Linked DNA regions of Gossypium hirsutum: region 1 is linked to region 2. A link is a contact called in public Hi-C data. All regions are on one chromosome and are shown on one strand. The core of a region is the stretch at or near the end of the contact, and the rest is flanking DNA. Distances in the headings are between cores, read along the strand shown. Region 1 holds the start of LOC107954926 (probable pectate lyase 20). Region 2 has its middle 7.8 kb from the start of LOC107954928.

Region 1 (6,714 bases), core at 3,696-6,195, 140 kb before region 2:
AAAGTAAATTGACTAAATTCTTGAAAATAAAAGTATAAAGACTAAATTACAAATCTGTAAAGTGTACATAGACTTATGACATATTTTAACCTTTATACTACAAAACATTTAGTATTAATATATTTATAATTGTAATAAATATTTATTAGTAAAATATTAATATTGAATATTTTCAATAATATGTGAATAATATTATTTAAAATTATTATTTTTAAAATTTATTAATAAAATAAAATTAAAATATTAAATAATTTATTAATATAATAAATTATATTTATTATATTTATAATTTATTATATGACTAAATATAAATAATTAAATATGTATGTTTAATAATATTGAAAATATAATATTTTAAATATTTTAAAAATAAAAATAAAATTTATTATCAATATAATAATATTAAGCTTGATTTAAGTTAATTTTTATATAAAAATAAAATTATCTTTAGATGAGCTCCTTTTTGGAAAATGACTTACACTTTTCAAAAGGGTAAGTCATTTTATAGGAAAAATAGTTTATTTTACCTTGACCTAGAAGTCATTTTCCATTAACCAAACTATATTCCGTGAAACAAACACAGGAAAATGCAGAAAGCATTTTCCGTAAAACTTTTTTCCGTAAAACCTTTTACATGTAAACAAACGTACCCTAAAAGATAGATTGCATTTTGGCTTTAATATTAAAAAAATTGGTAAATTAATATTTGTATTAGATCAAAGAGCAAATTGATCATTCTATTAAAAATTTCATCCATTTTTAATATTAATAATTGGTCCCTATATGTCAACATGAGATACACATGGCATGCTATGTGTTACTATCTAATTATTTTGTCAGCCACACAAGTATTTAAAGGCACAAAAGGTTAAAATTTTTAAACGAAAAAATTAAATTGTTCTTTGATCTAATATACAAAAATTAATTTGCCCATTTTGTAGATAGGAAAAGCAAGGGCTTCGGTAGTACTTTTTATCATAGTTAGGCTAATAACATAAAACTTGAGGGTTTACACCAACATTTTATCATCAATCCACCATTGGAGTTGGCAAAAGATTAAAGGGTTCCTAAAGATAAAGACTGGTGTTAGGTGGGCAGCAAGCTTTGGGTTGGAGATAACGCGTGGAGCTATCCCTCTTCAACTCTTCTTCTTCTTCTTTTTCTTAACAGCCGAAATGATTTACTAAAGAGCTTTTGTTTGTTCTACCAAGTTTGAAAATATTAAAGCATAAACTCATTTACCTTTGTTCCATGGTCAATTCCAAGAAGATTATGATGGTTGGCTAAAATTCAATAGAATATATCCTTAAAGTGATTGACTTTTTTTTGGACATATATCTGTTTGATTCCTTTGAAAAGGATGGACAAAGTGGAACCACACCGTTGGGAAAAAATGAACCAACTTTGTAAAATCTTAGTCTAAATGCCGCATGAAAGCAACAAGACATTTAACAGGTTAACAATAAATTAACAATGTTATAACAATTGGACCAATTCGGTAATGAACTTTTAGTTAAATCAATTAAATCATCAGTTTAACAATAATTAAATAAAAAATTATAAAAGATTGAATTAATCAAACTGTTGATTTTTATTGATTTACAATATTTTATTTAATTTTTTTATTATATACCACCAATGGAAGCATTTATTGTGGAAAGCCTTAATTAATAAATGGGTTTTGGTTAAATTCTTTGATATGAAATGTGAAGTTTCCTTTTTGTTTCTCAAATCGCAGCGAACAAACCAACATGATGCCGATCTTCCACTAGCAATACAACGTGTGTAAAAAAAAAAAAAACAGTTAGGCTCCAATTAGCCAAACTTTCTGTAATCAAAATAGACTGTGAACATTAATTGAAATATAAATCTTTATTGTAACATTAAAAGAAGAAGGTTTTATTAGGTTGTCAAACTCTGGGCCAACAAAAAGCGAAGATTTGGTCAAAGTGGTAATTTAGGTAGCATTCTAGAGACTCTTGATTTCTAAATTCATGCAGGGAATTAAGCATAAAGGGAAACCAAGTGCAGCCAAGACAGGCCTTGATTGACGGTGCTGGAATTTGGTCGGAACCCTAAATTTATTAAAAAAACACCAACAGACATGGCAATTTGGCATATATTTGAATTTGACTACATATGTATAATTTTGGATTAATCAAGGAATAGATCATTGTTGTTTGACTTATTCATGGTTTAGGTTGGGACTCGCTGTTGCGCGTGGCTTCTTCTTTTTTTTTTTTACAAATTCATTTTTTCACTATTTATTTAATATTAAAAGTATAAACAATTTTATTAATAATTGGCATAATAATAAAAAAGTAAAGAGAAACCAATGTATAATTCTAATTAACATATTTTCCAACATTCAAGTAGTTTAATTTGAATTTATGTAGTTTGTTTTTTAACAAATGAATTCATGTATATGACCAAAGAAAATGAATTCATGCATATGACCCTCCCCCCTAAAAAAAGAAAAGAAAAGAAAGAAGAATTCATGTACTTTATAGATTCATGTCAAAATGAGGAAGGTGTTTAGCCTAAACTTTGGCAACTCCCACCACCAAGTTTTCAAATCAAGTCTGCGTTGAAAAAGAGATAGGTTGATGTAATGGGTTTAAATCTTTTCAACTTCCTACATATTTCTCTCATGAATCATCCTCTTTTAGGATAAAATAACACAACATTTCATTCATCTTAAAGATTAATCATGTCAACCTCTTTCTATGCCTCAAAATATGCAACCTTTGTAGCCTTTAATTTTGATTCTCATATATATATATTTGTGATTTAAGGGGCTTTGAAGTTTGACATTTTTTTTTAATTTGTTTTCTTTTGTCGGCTACAAACCACTATTACAAGAAAATATGATTCATAACTCATTCATCTTTGTTTTTTTCTAAGTAAATGCAATTATATATAAATGCGCATAAAAATATAAACTAATTGGATATAATAAAATTAAGCTGCTTGGAAAATATTGGTAAAAATGCCATGGAGGTCCTTGTACTAAGTATAAGATTGCATTTTGCTCTCTCTACTAAAAAGAAATAGAAAATTAATCATTGTATATTAGACCAAAGAGCAAACTGATCCACTTTGTTAAAAAGTCCATTAATCTCTGCTGATAAAAACTAGAGTGGTTGACAGAATAACCAAATAAACACGATGAATGCCACATGTACCTGATGCTGACGTAGATAGACTAATTTTTAACAATAGAAATAGATAATATTTTTAATAGAAGGACCACTTTACTCGTTGATTTAATGTATAGAGACTAATGTACTCATTTTTTGAGTAGAAGAAGCAAAATGTAATTTAACATCTAATACAGGAGGCCTCCATGGTACTTTTAATGAAAGTATATTGGTTCATGATACAAGCCATATGTTGTGGGTTGATTGGAATGACATGTTCTCTTCTTTTAATTGAACAACTAAGATAACATGTACACTTATTTGCATCATCATGTGCTTCTTTCTTTGGCATTTCTAAGATGACCTTCCTTCTTTGACATTTAACTTTTGCCTCTTAATTTTAAGTCTGCACAAACAATATAGTGTTTATAATAAGATGTAAATGTTGAACCATTGGCGCTCATCTGGGGGGAAAGACAAGCCAACCCGTACAAGTTTAACCCATGTTCAATTTTGTACACATTGGAAGGTATCCACAAGTACTTATATTTACATTTAACATATTTGGAATTAAATGGAAGAGATGATGTAGTTGAAAGGAAAAAAGGAATACAAATATGAAATCATAAATATTGATTCCAAATGTTAGGCCCATTATTTAGTTATTGTATTATGATTATTCTTAATATTTGTTCACTGTAAAATAATAAGTCATGTAAGGCTTTCATGTCCACGTTGTGGGTACGAGTCGCAGCAATTATCTGCTAAAATTATGTGCCTAGTTCTGATTTGCTCACATTAATAGTGTGTGAGTTATTTTAATATCAACATTATCGTTGATATGAATTTGAGCTCCATTTAATCATTAAATTCTTTTTGGGAATAACAAAAGAAAATGGTATGGCATAAAAATTTAAAGTAAAAGAGTAATCTTTTTTAAAATTATATAATATTTAATATGTCAAATTTTAGATGACAGTTGAAATAAGTTTGAAGTATTTGTAATTTTTGTTTTTATTTCCAAAAAAATTATTTCTCATTTTTTTAGACTTTAAAATCATTGTTAATTCCATTAAATTTTTTCTCTTTAACTTCTTTCTTGTTATATTTTGAAATAAAAAAATTATATTACATCTAAATTTAAATTTAATAATATTAATTTTTGAATTGAAAAAGTAAATGACGTAACAGATTAAATTTCAAATGTAGTGATTTAAATAATATTTTAACTTACTTTGAATATTACATATAAAATCGTACAGAGTATTGAAGCTAAAACATCTTAGGGAGTTCTTACTAAACACTTACAAAAGAAAATTAAAATTGTATCCGTACGGGATTAAAGGACAGCGGTCGATTCATCCCTAATTAATAATTAAATCCTAAGAAAGCCTACAATTCGTACATTTACCTGATATTTAGTTATACTTCCACGTCGCCCATGTGACCACGTGGCTCAATCGTAAAGCGAATAATTCTCCACCGTCATCAACCAAAACAGTGAAAATTTAAGAAAGCTGGCGTGGAAGAAATAGAGCAAGTGCACAAGTGTCAGAAGGAAAAATGGCCAGGCACGTGACCTACCGACACATCGACACGTTGTAGCTTTAAATTTCTTTTCAGTTAGCGACGGTTAATTGAGGCAAGTGGGAAGGCCCTGGTTAGAAACTAATTAAATGAATGAAGAAAAACAGAGAGGTTAATTTGGCACTATAAAAATTAAAAAAAAAAAAGAGTTTAATTTGACTTCACGGAGTTAGCCGATGACGAAGATCCAATCTAACTTTGTTTTATTTATTTATTTTATTTGTCGTTGTTTCTCCCTATATAAACACTGCGTTATCTGTGTTTTTTTCATTCACTCCATCATTCTTTTTCTTTCTTTCTTTCTCATCTTCATTCCCCTTCATTTTCATATAATCCAAACAGCAAAAGTTGAACACACACAGAGAAATTGTCAGAGATGGGGATTTCTAACAGATTGCTCTCTTCGTTAGCTTTGCTAGTAACGTTTATTTTGTTTTTCGTTTGTGTCAAGGCCTCAGCAGAGAAAACAGAGCTGAATTCAAGGTACATTTTCCCGGGAAACAATCAGCTCGTCTTCCAGTGCTCTCTCCCTCTGTTTCATTTAGCTTCTCCAGTCAAGGAAAACATTAAACGTACTTTTTCTCAATGCAACTGGTTTTTGTTTTCTTCTGATTTTCGTGGTGCTTGTAATGGCAGGTTCAGTGAAGAAAACAAGTTGCAGGGCTTGAAAAACTCATCAATGGAAGAGGGGTGAGTTAGATTGGATCAACTAACTCCTACTAGCCTCTTTTGGCTCTGAAAAACAAATACTAAAAGGCCCTTTTGATTTTATTATTATTATTATTTTTGCATTGCATGCATTACTTGGTTTTTGCTTTTCACAGTTTCGTTTTAATGCTTTTTGGGGTTGACAGAGTTTTTTTTATTGGAACAGGTTGGAGGATGAGCAATGGATAAATGAGCACTCAGTCGACAATCCAGAGGAAATTGCTTCAATGGTGGATATGTGAGTTTCCCCGCATATATTTCTAACTTAACTTTCATTCTAGCTTTGCATTAAGATCAACAAATTCATGAATATTTTTATTTCATTCCTAAGAAAATAATCTATAGCATAAACATTGCATTAAATGTTTGAAATATGAGAAGAGGATTGATTGATTCACATGGATCCCCTCACACTTGCCCTAATATGCGTTGTGTCTGACAGGTCTTTTTCCCACTGTCTGTTGTTTCTCTTTCTTAAATGAGTAGTCAAAAATGTGTTTCATCTAATAGAATTCAGTCAAAACTAAGTAAAGGATGGGTTGAATCTTCACACTTACACGTCCATATCTAATTTTTGTTTTAAGTTGCTGTCAATGAAACTTGAAGTGCTAACCACTAATTTCAACCTTACTGTGAATTTTAGTTTCTCTTGCATTTTATCATTCTCCAAGGTCAAATCTTCAGTTCACACCTATTTCATGTTGGATTTTCCCTATCTTTCATTAAAAAGAAAAAGGGACCTTAAAGGGAAAAAACGAAATTAATAATGCAGGGAGCAACCTAATAATTAATTGACAGTTTGTCTTTTGCTCCACAGAATTTACTTTATAACTTAAACAGTGGTAGTAAGTAGCACTATGAATTCCATGCAGTAAAAAGGCATAAAATCTATAATTGTTAAAATGATTCCTTTTAGTATAATTTTAATAAAAAGTTTTTATAATAATTGTTAAAATTTTATCTTAGAAAAATAATTACATGAAGTAAACTTTATATATATGGTGAAGGCAGACAAAGAAATTTGTAAAGACAGATCTGTCTTAATTTTGATGCATGGTAAATAAAAACATGGGGAATCAAGTTCCACACAGACGTATCTGCATATAACTGACAAAACTAGTTGAATTCATGGACACCGCCACCATCGTATTTAATTTTAATGTTTTTAATTGCCTTTATTGTTTTTTTCGCACCGACGGAAAACATAGAAACAGGAGCAGGCAGGAACTGGTTTCCTCCTTATCATTTACTACTATTTTCCTTAAGTAGCAAAATCTAG
Region 2 (6,822 bases), core at 2,753-5,252:
TCAATAAGCCATTTAACCATCCAACCAATAAGCTGTATAGGCACCTCAAACAAAAACAATCAAATATACCTAATCATATGCATAATTGACCATATTCATACCAATTCGTATGGCTCATAACCATATCAAAACATAACCTAATTTAGCCACATAATAAGCATACCATCACATACCAAATTGGTCATTCCAACATGCATCAACTTAACCATAAAAAAACCATCCATCAAGGTATTAAAGTGCCAAAAGCACACCAACCATAATACCATATATACATGCCAAACATAACAACTAAATTATTAAACATAAGTCCACCTATACATGCCATTATAACCTTGACCAACACATTAAAACTACTGATATAATCACTGGATAGTGTGATAAATCTCCTACGAGCTTCCAAACCGGTCGAGCTTCTAATAATCTGTAAAGTAAAGGAAAATAACTACGTAAGCAATGAATACTTAGTCAGCTCGTATAAAATTTAAACATAACATTCTATTTCAAAAATGAACTTTATAATTTAAACATAAACCTATATTAGTGCCTCAAGATTTATCAACTACATAACCATCAACTCACAAATGAGTAAGTCTATCACCATCATATGGGATTTTAATTCCTAACACCATGGGATTTTATTACACATATTACATCATCATTAACCTTTTTATAAAACTATGAACTACTTTCTTTACTTACTTCCTATTCCATTTACTTAGCATAAACTTAAATAACAACATCAGTTTCATGAATTAGTATATTTCTCACATATAAGTATATCATTCTCTCATCAATCCCTTTTTCTTCATATTACATTTCAATTATGAACTTACCATTTCGTTACCTTTTCTACCTGTTTCATTTGCATAATACAAGACATAAGCATAATCATCAACCACATGATAACCCATTTCATTAGAAAATACATATTTTGATTCATACCACCCTTTCATGAACATAAGCATATTTCCATTTGGACACTTACTATTTCAATGCATAACTTTAAAATAAAACATTATACAATCCAACCAATAGCTTGGCACTAGCCTAAGCATCATCAACAATACATGTTAGTGCATCAATTTATAATTCATTTGAATTAACATAAGATAATTCATTAAACATGAACCACATCACTTGAAATCATCAATTTCATGAACATAGACATACTTTCATTGAACATTTCCTTTTTATTCTTTTTCATAGTTTTCATGACATAAGTCATTTGAATTCTCATCGTTCCTTTCCTTTTCATGCCCGTTGAACCACTTAGAATAATATCAGATATGCGGAAAGCTCACACAAAGTGTGCTAAACATCTTGTTGAAACCATTCTTTTCCTTTTCCTTTACATCGTTGCTCACACTAGCTGTGAAATAGGCCTACTCACACAAGCTGTGGGTCGAAATGTAAGCTACACAATACTGCTCACACGAGCTATGGAGTACCTGCAACAAATGCAGGACCTCAACCATCGGTAGGACATTCAAGACCAAAACTCGAAACATAGAAACCCTAATGACATGTCATTTGTATCCTATATATTCCTAATGTTCAAACGGGGATCAATAATCGTCAATTCGTCATAATATGGACATAATCATATATATATATTAATTCATTTACATTAGAACAACACATTAAATATTCAATTTAATAAACATTTAAGTGATTATAGTTCATACGAACTTACCTGGCTAAATTGCAGAAATGTCAAAGTACAAGAGCTATTTGATAATTTTCCCTTCTCTTCGATTTTTCACTCGTTCTTGATCTAAATTAATAATTTCATTCAATTCATTAATTTAGATAGTAAAAATAATTCATTTTATGCAATTTATTCATTTTTTACATTTTTACAAAATTTCCCGAATATTTTACTTTTATTCAATTTAGTCCCTAAGCCTAAAACATGCAAATTAACCATTTTTATTGAAAACCCATGCCAACTGGATGTTCATAGCTTCCATTACAACCCATATTTGCAAAAATTTCACATCAAGTTCTTGTATTTTTACTATTTCAATAATTTAATCCCTAATCGTTAAATTCACCCAAAATCACATAACAAAATACTTATAAATAATAACTAATACCTCAAATTCATAATTTAACATCTAAAATCACAAATATTTATCAATGGTAACATTCAAAATCTTTAATAGTTAAAAAAATGAAGGTACGGGCTAGTTGGACCTAGTTGCAACAATCTCAAAACATAAAAATTATTAAAAACGGGGCTAAAACGACATACCATGCTAGCATTTGAACTTTCCAAAACCTCCAAGCTTAAAAAAGGCTTCTTCCCCCCTTTTACAATTCGATGATGAAGGCTTTGAGAAGATGATAAAAACTTTTGTTTAATTTAATTTAATTTAATTTATCAAATTACCATTTTAATTTTGGTTAATAATTAAATAAAACACAAAATCCATGTCTATATTTGTCCACTAACTCCTTAAATGTTTTAATTACCATTTAAGTCCGTTTACCTTTATTCATTAAGCCATTTAATCACTCAAATCTAATAGTAATCAAATTTTACATCCTTTATGATTTAGTCCTTTTTAATTAATTAACTATCTAAACGTTAAATTTTTTTAGCGAAGCTTTAATACAACCTTAATAACACTTCGTAAATATTTATAAAAATATTTATGGTTCAATTTATAGAAACGAAGTCCTGATACCTCATTTTCTAAAACTACTTGACTTTAAGGTCTTACCACTTGAACTTAATTAATTGTTTATATAGCATAAATTATCATATCAAAAACCTTTATAAAACCATATTTGACATGTAAATATTAAATAATAATATTTACAAACTTACTCGTCGGATTTGTGGCTTAAAAACCACTGTTTCCAACACCACTGAAAAACGGGTTGTTATAAATTTAGTTAATATTTAATTAATAAAAATAATCATTTAAGAAATTTTACTTTAGTAGGGACTTTAATTTAATAGTAATAAAAATAATTAATATTTTATTTCAATAAAAATTAATAATTAATTTTAAAATTTTCAAAGAGAAAATATGCTTTTATTTTTTATTAATATTTTACCTTAATAAAAAAATACTTTCAATTCAATGTAAATAAATATATATATCATAATTGACAGAAAAATTAGTTATGTTTAAATTAATAAAAATAATCAGTTAAGTAATTTCATTGTAATAAGGACTTTAATGTTAATGTTAATGTTAATGGTGATGGTAATATATTTTATTAATATTTTAAACTATTAGAAATTTCACTTTAATAATAACTTTAATTTTGATGCTAATAAATTTATTGATACTTTATTCTTACATACCTAGAGCTTAAAAGATAAATCAAAATAATCTAGAGTTTAATTTTTTTTCTTACATTTTCTTGTAGGCATTTGTGAGCTTTTATTGTATTCATTTAGCTCAAGTCTCCTTCTTTGTATTTGTGCTTAATTGGAAAATATCCTGATCTTCTAAGTTTGTTTGCTTATTTATTTCTCTTTGAGAAAGGGTTCATTCTTAAGGTTTGGGTAGAAACTTTAAGAGAGTTGTATCTTAAGATTTTGGGGTATAAGTCTTAAGAGAGATTGTAAGATTAAACATTATCCTCAAAGGTTGTCAAATTAGTGAACTTAGTTGTGGAAAGCTAAGGTAGTGAAGTAGGCAATTGGGGCCAAATCACTATAAATTCTTGTGTTCTTTGTTGCAACATTTTTATTGCTTCTACCACAACTTCTCAAAGGCCGATTCAACCTCCCTGTCGTCGATGACGAGTTAATCCTTCCTAGCTAACAAACTTAGTTTGAATATTGGGGACTAATTTTTCTAAGCATACGTTGAAATTGACGAACGGACAACAGACCCCCAACCTATGGACTTTCTAGCTTAAGATTTTTATTAAGCTTGGCGACCTTGCACTGCAAAGTCTATTGTTATAACATGGTAGGTAGAGGTTTGCCCCAAATTAGCGTTGGACGAATCAATCTGGTCTAAAACACTTGGCACCATAGTTGACATATTGGGTTGCTTCTTACCATTTGTTGGGTCAATTTAGAGATCTTTCACATCACTGTCCATACCATTAGGTCCACTCACTGAATTTAGTTCAGTCTATTTCCCTCGTGATCCACGAACTGAATTGATCCCTAAATTTTATTTTACATCTTGGAAAAAATTGAATTAAGATAATTCCTATCATTACTCCCAATATCCCTCCTTATCTCCTCAAATTTAACAAAATTCAAATTGTTTTCCTCCCTTAGCCAAACACTTGTGGGTGGGGTAGCTTGCTAGGGAGCTACACATCCCAACCAAAACTAACCTTCTACTTTCCAATTGTAATCTTATGAGGGTAAAAGTTTTCACCGTGGCCAAGACGACCACACATGAAGCAAAATAATGGCGGTTTTTCATTAAAAAAACTTGACGTAAACAAAACTACCCTTAGAGAAGGAAATCTTTCTTTTTCTCTTCAAAGGATTACGAATATCGATTCATACCCTTATGCACATAAAAATTTGAAATCCCGACTTAGCGATTTCACATTGTATTCAAGAAATAGACCAATAAAATTACTGATTTGCTTTGCCATTGCTTTCGACATTAACCCGCTTGGGAGATCATGTATCTAAACTTAGAAATCAGTAAAATACAGAGGAACTTGCAAAGGGTTCTCATCATTATCAATCTGGTAGAAAACCAAAAGATGATTATTGAAAGTCCACGATGCCCTATCCACTATCTGATCAATGTTAATACCATAAAGGAATTTAAATAGATATCGTTTCTCCCCTAAATTTGAGATAGACACACACACCCCCAATGGATGCCAAAGGTTCACAACCATATAATGCATCGTTTGAAATTGGACTACACCAGAGGTTAGAAAACACCCAACAAGGCAAAACCCATCATTGGGACCATATTCCCTTTCCTCGACGTTCACTTCCCAGGCCTCCTCCCCATCATCAATCTGCAAGTTAGCCATTCGGTCTTCATGGTGAGCGATGTACACTGCACCCTAGATTAGAAACCAATAAACCCAAACACCAATTGATCCAGAGCACAAACAAGAAAATGACAAAGAAAAGTTAACAAGAATTCTGAAGAAGACAGATTGAAAAACTAGAAGGAACCAAAAAGAAAGCTGAAAAGAAACAGTAAGAAAAATACTTGCCAAAAGAGCAAACTAACTAAAAAAATACAATTTATTAATATTTTATTTTAATAAAAAAATTCAATTCAATTTAATTATAAGAAATTAACATAAAAATTTAGTTAATATTTAATTAATAAAAATGATCATTTAAGGAGATTTACTTTAATAGTGACTTTAATTAAATAGTAATAAAAACAATTAATGTTTTATTTCAATAAAAAATAATAATTAATTTTAAAATTTTTGAAGAGAAAATATGCTTTTATTTTTTCTTAGTATTTTACCTTAACAAAAAATACTTTCAATTCAATGTAAATAAATATATATATATAATAATAAGAGTGAAACCCTAGTAGCCAAGAGTGCTCTCCTTGGTATCCTAGCGAAAACAGTGGCTGCTGCAGTTTGGGATGACGGAAAGTGGTGGCAACGACGGGTTTGGGGGAGACAAGGTCTCCCTATTGGCAGAGGAACTTATTCAACTATCGGTCAAAAGCTCGATGGTGGAACCAAACGACAAGCCAACTCTAATCTACACTATTTGGACAGAGAAATCCTACAATCCGGACAGCTTCAAGGCACAGATGAAGAGTATTTGGAAAACAAAGAAAAAGTTTGAGATCTAATTGGTAGGGCAAAACCTTTTTTTGATTATGTTTGAGTTTGAGGAAGATTTAGAAACTGTTATGGAAGGTCAGCCATGGTTGTTCAGGAAGAACTTAGTTATCTTTGATCGATTGACTAAACCGATGGAAAGAAATCAAATCAGGCTTGTTTCATCCCCGTTTTGGATCAAGATTGGGTTGTGCTTACCAGAATTTGATAAAAAAAAAAGATCTCTTGCATGCTATAGGGGTTACTTTTGGAGGCATTCTCAGATCTGAAGTTAATGGTGAGTTTTGTCGCATTAGAATTAAATTAGATGTACAAAAACCCCTTCGTATGGGTATATTTGTCTCAATAGATAATGGAAATAGATTTTGAATTTCTTTCAAGTATGAGAAATTATCGACATTTTGTTTTGGTTGTGGAAGAACGGGGCATGGTCTCCAAGAATATACAGTAATAAAACCTGCAGAAGAAAACAAAATTAGAGAATATTCACCTTTCTCTTTGGCTTTAAAAGCAGAATTAAATTTGCTTGGAAGGGAGAGTTTAAAGTTTAATGCTCTATCAAAAAAGCTGCAACCACAGTGTTCGTATATAGGAAGTATCAAGGAGAATCAGGAAACGCACTCACACAGTGGAAAAAGAAGTGATATGACTCAAGAAGTACAAGATGATTCTCGGTTGACAGTAGCAGAAAAAGTGATAAAGATGCAAAAGGAAGGGGAAATCGTTAGAAAAAAGACAAGGAGGAATAATACAGATGAAGATATGCTGAAACCAATCAGGAAATCTAGTTGGAAAATAATTGAATCAACGAAAGTGATGAAATATTATGGTGCAGAAAGCAAACTGAAGAAAAGAAAATTGGCAGAGATTGAAGATGATGATTACGGTATAGAAGAGATCCAGGAAGATGCAGCAAAAAGGATGAGACATGATGGACAAGATTTAATAAGTAAGGCTGGAACAAATTTGTCGGTAGAAAACCCCAACCAAAATAGATCGGTGGCTGCCAAGAGGCAAGCCAACCGGACGCAATGAAAATTATATGTTAGAACGTCC

What was found. A called contact is a pair of places that touch in the nucleus more often than the background predicts.
Region 1: a contact with region 2 is called in a Hi-C map of leaf, with 2.5 times the contacts expected there. The contact joins the promoter of LOC107954926 here to the enhancer-like site in region 2. A contact is called at or near these places in 2 of 34 Hi-C or Micro-C datasets (both in leaf).

What each region holds. Positions count from the first base shown.
Region 1 is chrD07:30,354,686-30,361,399 of Gossypium_hirsutum_v2.1, reverse strand. LOC107954926 (probable pectate lyase 20) reads left to right here and starts at 4,945. Exons shown (of 6, transcript XM_016890620.2): 1 at 4,945-5,210; 2 at 5,364-5,417; 3 at 5,602-5,673. The coding sequence starts at 5,104.
Region 2 is chrD07:30,209,496-30,216,317 of Gossypium_hirsutum_v2.1, reverse strand. No RefSeq gene overlaps it. Among protein-coding and RNA genes, the nearest start is that of LOC107954928, 7.8 kb to the right of the region's middle. Within about 2 kb of position 4,002, at least 8 of the 9 cell types and tissues checked have an H3K27ac peak or open chromatin away from gene starts, as enhancers often do. A contact at or near this core is called in leaf, where this site is marked.